Linked DNA regions of Danio rerio: region 2 is linked to region 1. Evidence: chromatin contacts called from public Micro-C data. All regions are on one chromosome and are shown on one strand. Each heading gives the region's core, a stretch centred on a gene start, on an enhancer-like site or on the middle of the called end of the contact. The rest is flanking DNA. Distances are from core to core; before and after follow the strand shown.

The links. Hi-C and Micro-C count contacts between places; a contact is called where the count stands out from the background.
Region 2: a Micro-C map of caudal fin shows a contact between it and region 1, with 3 times the contacts expected there. The contact joins the promoter of ctbp1l here to the promoter of ran in region 1. A contact is called at or near these places in 2 of 18 Hi-C or Micro-C datasets (caudal fin and hematopoietic stem cells) and 2 of 4 datasets of contacts at active chromatin or transcription factors (caudal fin and embryo).

Annotation. Positions count from the first base shown.
Region 1 is chr14:25,978,710-25,982,225 of GRCz12tu, forward strand. It overlaps ran (RAN, member RAS oncogene family), which reads left to right and starts at 1,745. Exons shown (of 7, transcript NM_131309.3): 1 at 1,745-1,876; 2 at 2,474-2,549. The coding sequence starts at 2,517. It overlaps LOC103908747 (a long non-coding RNA gene), which reads right to left and starts at 2,487. Exons shown (of 5, transcript XR_012389727.1): 1 at 1,391-2,487; 2 at 1,119-1,295; 3 at 599-889; 4 at 140-505; 5 at 1-23.
Region 2 is chr14:26,131,138-26,135,028 of GRCz12tu, forward strand. It overlaps ctbp1l (C-terminal binding protein 1-like), which reads left to right and starts at 2,165. Exons shown (of 11, transcript NM_131714.3): 1 at 2,165-2,278; 2 at 3,316-3,373.

The DNA.
Region 1 (3,516 bases), core at 495-2,994:
AGAAGGGCTGTACATTTCTTTTCCTGGAAAAAAAGATATTCTTTATTAGTTACAGTAAGAAAGCTTATGCTTTTCAAAATATGGTGTAGCTGCTTGTTAGAATTTAGGTCCTTAACTACAGACTTGAAGGACAATATACCACAGAATCAGGCTGATGTTTTTAGGATGTCACCGCACCCAAAGTCAATAAGCTTGACTTCATAGGTGTCCTTGTTGATTAGCAGGTTGTCTAATTTAATGTCGCGATGGAGGATTCCTCTTTGACAGCACATGTGGGCAGCCTGCACTACCTGCCACATGATGTACCGTGCCACGTCTTCACTGAGGGTTCCTTCATAGTGCTCCAGGAAGTCAAAAAGGTCTTTGCAGGGTAAGGGGTGCTCCAAAACCATGATGTAAGAGTCTGGCAGCTCCTGCCACTCCAGCATCTGGATGATCTGAGGAATCCTTCGTTAGCAAGTATTGTTAGTGCAACTTCTAATGAAAGGGGAGTAGGATGACCAGGCTGTAGAAGATAGAAATTTGTTGTCAGTGATGTTTGAAAATTCTTTTTTTGGCTATAATTAACATATCTTGAACTAAAAATCAAGAGAACTACAATGCTGAGATAATCCATATTGTTCCTCTTCAAAACAACCTTCAATGCCACCTGATTAACAAAACACAACAATTGTAATGTTGGTGAATTAGTCACATTTATTAAACGTTTTCAATGTAACGTGACACAATAAAAGGACCTGAACAGGCAGTGAGAGAAACATTTAGCTAAGATGTAGTGAGTAAAAATGTAGTTCCTCAAGACCGTCCATCAAGCAAATCGCTTTGAAGACTGTGCCGTGTCCTCCCTTACCAAGCTTTTGTACAATTTTATAGCAGCCCAAAATGTCACCTACAAAAAGTAAAGTAATTGGAGTTATCATTAGTGAACATATAAAAAGGAATATTTCCATATGTATTAGGAACAACTTTCCTTAGGGTTATTTCACATGTCTCCACAACTCGATTTAGGAAAAAAGGCTTCTATAAAACATTAAGTACCGGTAGATAGCTAACACATATTATGATGTTGGAACATAGCATGAACATTGTTGACAAAATACATATAAAGGTCAATATACCGTTGAAGTCTTGAGCCAGATGTTGAACCTGCTGATCATCAAGGGCAGGCTGCTGGAATTGAAGCTGGACGGGCTGCTGGAGCTGGATGTCTTGCTGGAAATGGAATTGGAGCTGGACGTTCTGCTCAATTTTCTGAAGTTCATGACTCAGAGAACAATCTATTAAAGAATCTTGATCTAAAGAGGGGCACATCGACCAAAACATGCTGTATTACTATTTTAGTACGTACGTGCAAATTGAATTTCATAATGTAACAATTGTATGTATTTACCTTCAGTGTTTCTGTCCTCAAAGGTGACACTTGAGAGGGCAACCTGCTCCTTACCTTTATCTCTCGTTTTATTCAGCGGGCAGAAGATTCATTGCCTGGTTGGGGCAGGATTTTGTCTTGGAAATTGTGCACACATCTCTTTCAAAGGTTACAGATTTCCAGCTTTCTTAAAAATGTCGGTTTTTATTTAAAAAAGAAAACTAGTTAGTTTTGAAACAAGTAAAGAGTGAATAAATGTCTACAGAACTTTCATTTTGGGTGACTTATGCCTTTAATCTATTCGCTCTTCACTCATGATAAAGTAAGAACTAAAGCCGAAGAAAATTGAGTGATATGCTGTAAAAGGTTCGCTCTTCTGCCACTAAATGACGCTGTTGTCCCGCGGCAGCAGCAGGTCACGTGGTGGGGCGGAAGCGTTTATGTGAGCCATGCTGAATCCCGCGCGGGCGCAGCCATTTGCTCTCTTCCTCGATCACTTCAACACCGGTGAGTGCGGAACGACTGCGTTCATCTCATCACACACTCTTTTCACTAACACGTTTTATTTTCAGCGCCGACTAAACACATCTGAAAGCTTTTCTGCAGTGCCCAGGCGCTAGTAAGTCAGTCTGATCGTTTTATTGGCCGCAGATGTGCAGTTTTGAGTGTTTCATCATGGCTCATCTCTGTCGTAGCGCCATCCCGAGTTGTTGGTAGCGCGCGATCTTGGAGCCGCGGAAACAACACTTACTTCGTTTTAAGTTCTGTCAACTAAACTAATTTCTGGATTTCTAAAAACTACTAAATTCGCTATTTGTTGATTTTCATGTTGACGGCCTGTTTGAGGCCTTCGGGCGGCCGCTGTATTGTGAAGTTTAGGCTTCAGCGGCAGCGGCCTCGTGTGTTCGCGCGCATCCCCTTATTTAGATCTGCGTGTTGTTCAATGAGCATTACATTTGTTTGTTTTAAGTTCTAAAAGCGGTTTTGTTTTTAATATTGGCTCGAAAAGGTTTATTTGAGTAATCTTGTGGTCCCGTGGCCTTTATTTGGAATTGGTGCGGCCTTTGTGTGATGTGACTAACCGTCCCGCCATCTCTCCCGCAGAGTGACTGCAGCACAAAGACCAACACACACTCACAGTACAGCGATGGCGGAGAACGAGCCACAAGTTCAGTTTAAGGTAACTTACACTTTCACTTTAAAGGCACGACAGTCTGTGGTAACAAATTAAAGCCCCAGTTTGAGTGTTTACATGTTCATCACATTAAGTTTCTAAACTGTTTCGTAACGTTAGTGAATTCGCAGACTCCTTGCTGATAACGAGTGCATTGAAGCGCGAGAACCCACTTGATGCTGAATTTAAGGATATTTTTTACTACATACTATACTACATATAATTGTTTATTATTACTAATAAACTGTAGTTATTTAGTAAATGATGTTAAATTTGTGTAATTGTCTTTAACCAGTTTGTTTTATATTTTGTTATTTTAGTTTCTGTATTATAGTCTATTACAACAATCTGTACAACATTGCTTTATATAATTTAATATTGTCAAGACTTACCAGGGCAGAATCTTCTAATTTTGACCCTTTAGCAATATTATTATAGTTGGATAATATTGAAACTTTTGTTGACACAAATTACCATTGCTATTGTAGTTATTGCCATTATTCCTAATGGTATAGTTTTAAATTAGATGTTTCTCATAGTTTTTAACCTCCACAAACTGCCCGATAGTTTTTCTTGCCTCATACTTGCATTCTAGTGTTTTCTATTGATTCCTAAACCCAGGATTGATTTCCTTTAAAATTAATTTGCCCTGTTGAAATGTAGATGTAATATGACATAAAATGAAGCTTTATTGATAGTAGTGGCTGTATATTAAATTTTAAAAACAATTAGACCTTTAGATCTTAATTTATTACATTTGTATAATGTTACCCCATTGACCATCACTGTTTTACATGTGGGAGATGTATTTTATAGGATATAAAAAAAAATCCATATCTTAATTTCTTTTCAAGCTGTAAAAGGGTTATACAGTGCTAAGAATTTTCTACTGGCCCAATCAAGCCAGTAGTTAGGATTTTTACTTGCCCTGCCAAAATTTTCACTGGCCCCATAAAAAAAAGTTAATAGCTCA
Region 2 (3,891 bases), core at 915-3,414, 150 kb after region 1:
ATCTATCTATCTATCTATCTATCTATCTGTCTATCTATCTATCTATCTATCTATCTCTATCTATCTATCTATCTATCTATCTATCTATCTATCTATCTATCTATCTATCTATCTATCTATCTATCTATCTATCTATCTGTCTGTCTGTCTGTCTGTCTGTCTGTCTGTCTGTCTGTCTGTCTGTCTGTCTATCTATCTATCTATCTATCTATCTATCTACAGTATCTATCTACAGTATCTATCTGTCTGTCTGTCTGTCTGTCTGTCTGTCTGTCTGTCTATCTATCTATCTATCTATCTATCTGTCTACAGTATCTATCTATCTGTCTACAGTATCTATCTATCTATCTATCTATCTATCTATCTATCTATCTATCTATCTATCTATCTATCTATCTATCTATCTATCGATCGTGCTGGATAATTTGGCCATTCATTCCGCTGTGGCGACCCCGGATTAAAAAAAGGGACTAAGCCGACAAGAAAATCAATGAATGAATTGCTTTACCTGTGTTTGCTGTGTGATGGGCTTCATTGTCCTGCTGTGTAGTTGAGTAGGTGAACTGAGGGGAAGAAGCACATGTTGCTGAAGGAGCTCCTGGTGAACATTTGTGTTCTCTTTGGCATTTCGTTTTATTAGAGATTCAAGTCCTGCTGAACAAAAGAATCTCCAAACCACCGCTCTTCACCTCCACTTTTTACTGACTTTAATGCAGACACTTTGGCTTCAGTCTTTCCCCAGTTTGATGCTTCCCATCTGCATGTGCTCCTCAGCAAATGTTGGTGTAGTCTTTTGATTTGGTTTGGTCACTGCAGAGTAAACATTCGATCCACTTGTTTTAAGTGTCGAGACACTGAATGAGACACATCTTTACACTGTTCAGTGCTGAACTGATAATCAATTCCAGCTACAGCCTTGAATTGATAAGATTTTCTGCATTGTTCTGTCCTTTCATGCATGTTTGTCTTTCATGGACGACCAGCCTTTTTGAGCGACATAATGGAGATCAGTGGCATTTTAACCCTCAAGAGTCCATAAGCATATTAATTAATTCATTCATTTTCCTTCAACCTAGTCTCTTAATTTCAGGGGTCGCCACAGAGGAATGAACCACCAACTAAGGACATTTTTGGAAAAATCATTTTATTTTAATTGTTTTTTAATAGTTTCCTTAACCTGAGCAGTTCAGTTTTTCTAACTTTACCATCTGAACACAAACTCAAATCAACAATGTTAAGCAGCAGAAAAAATCCTTAATCATTCCCAAAAATGGGAACTCATACGTAATGAATGGGAAATAAAAAATTCTAAGCATTTTATTTTTATTTGTCCAATAAAATCAAATAAATCTATCACAATGGCGATCAATCATGTACCTAAATGAGGTCTGAGTCTATACAATTTTCAAACCTCAATATAAGAAAAATTCAGTGACAGACACAAAAAACAGCCCCTGTCCCTTATAAATATTTTGATATTTTTATGACTTGATGTCACCAAGTTTAAGTTTTGGTTGGTCTGAACTGACTGCAGTGATGTTTTTGCTAAAGAGATATTATCTATGACATAAAGAATAAGCATATTTTACATAAACATCCAATTTTAAAAAATGGTTAAATTTTTTTAAATAGTTTATTTTATCTGAATAGTTCAAGACATGGCTAGGTTTTATAAGTTTGCCACTTGAGCAAACAAAACAAGAGGACATTATTCAACACAGTTTTCTTTAGGTCCTGCATAACTCATCCCATAGAATATTAATGAGGAATACTACAATTAAAAGCATTTTTAAATTGTACTTTTAGAGGGTAAAAATAAATACTTGTCACTGAATAATTGATGACCAAATTTAAGCACACAGACTTACATACAGGCAGTTTGCCAGCATAACGAATTTCACAACCACAGCTCAAGATAAAAGCTGAATAGCTACTAAATGACCACGTGTCAAGTGTAGAGTGCGACACATCTTACTCATCTGTTCGCTGTGTTTGTCAAGTACATCCAAATTAATCGGATGTATGTTGAATTTAAACCGAGCGAGCTCAGTCTCAATTTCCCGCTTGAGGTACCGCAGAGCGGCCTGCGGGAGGCGCTCGTCCGCGCGGAGCTCATGTTTGCACTCTGAATATTCGCTCTTTCACAGCACGTTGTCTGTGCGGCCTCGACTTCCTTTTCTGTGCAGATTTCATGGCGAGTGATAGCGGAGAAGAGTTGATTCACCTACCGTGACCACACTGACCCGCACATCAACCTCCAGAGACGCCTTTTTGTCGGGTGAGTGGGGCGCGTTACTCCGTTTCTGGGTCATATTTGACACATTACTCACATCGGAGTCTCGATTGTGTGCGCTAAGAGACTGCTATGTGTTATTATTACTGTGTACCTCTCATACTATGTGTATGTGTGAGTGTGTTTAATGTTTGGTAGCTCAGTTAGCAACCACAGTCAAAGCGCCTTTCTCAGTGCGTATTTTACAGCAAGTAGAGCAACGATGCTAACGACGAATATAGTTATAATTCCCACTTTAAAACAAAAATAAGTTCATAAGACTTCCGTGAACTGTTTTGTCCACTTGTTTTGGGGTTAATTGTGTAGTCAGTTGCATTGTGTCTTGCTGCATCTGCTAATTAGCTAGCGCAAGGCTAACTGAATAACTTGCAGCGAGCGGGCGACGCGACAAAACTAGGACGCTTCCGTTTTAATTGACCGAAAATGCAGTTTTGTGGTGATTAACGTGAGTATTTGAGTCCGCAACCGTTGATCTGGCGCTCGCCGAGTGTCCGCGCGCGGAGTCCAGCGGTCCCGCGATCATTCCCGGCGGAGAGACGCGGCGATAGCAATATCCTCGCAGGATTCATCAATATTTCACTTAATTTAACTTAGTTTTCCTGCGCTGGACTACACAACACAACCACAGTGATGTTTAGAAAGAAAATAGATGAAGAAGTTTTAACTTTGTGATTCTTTACTTGTCTCATACTTCAAATAAGCCATCAAAACGTACCTACTAAACAGTACTGTTTATTAAACACGTTTATCTGCCTCCTCTGATCGTTTTATTTGGATATCCAATGGTGCAAAATGTAACTGGAGTGGTTTTAAAAACTTGTTTTAAACGGTCGTTTGGAGTGTTTGAGGCGCTACAACATCAATGCATGTGAAATGGGCGTTATTTCTATTGCGAGCACACGAGACTTACAATTTCGTGTATTATGAAAAAGTAATTAAATGTCTGTGCATTCTTATGATTTTGACTTAATTCCATCTTCATGGTCTGTTCTCTTTCATAAATGTTTAATTTCCCCCTTCAGCTGCCATTGTAAAGACTGTGACGTCAGCAGAGTGGTTGATTTGCTTTGACATCATCAAGTAGGTGGTTGCATTATTATTATTATTATTATTATTATTATTATTATTTTCAGTCATCTCTATTTTTACAAATCTGTCATATATGTGGGTGAACGAGCCTCACAGTGTAACTTCACAAACAGGTAGTTGTGTGTTACACCAGATGAAAATGTGCATGTTATTTTTACATGATTATTAGATCAGAGTAGGCATGGGCTGATATAAGATTCTGACGGTATGATAAGTTTGACGGTATTGTGATTACTGCTATAAAATATATTCTTTTTAAATGTCTGGGTAAAAAACTACTTTTTCCACTTTGAACATAAAATATTTTATATGAGAAAACATTTATAATATTTTGGAGCAGTAAACATGTCGGGCTAAATCAAATGAATCATTGACTTCTGCTGTCTTCATTAGTTTCCAGAACACAGATTCCAATACAATTCACAGGGTTTATTCGATCTTTGAAAAACCTGGAGAAGTCATGGAATTTTGACATGGCATTTTCCAGGCCTGGAGAAGTTTTGGAAAAA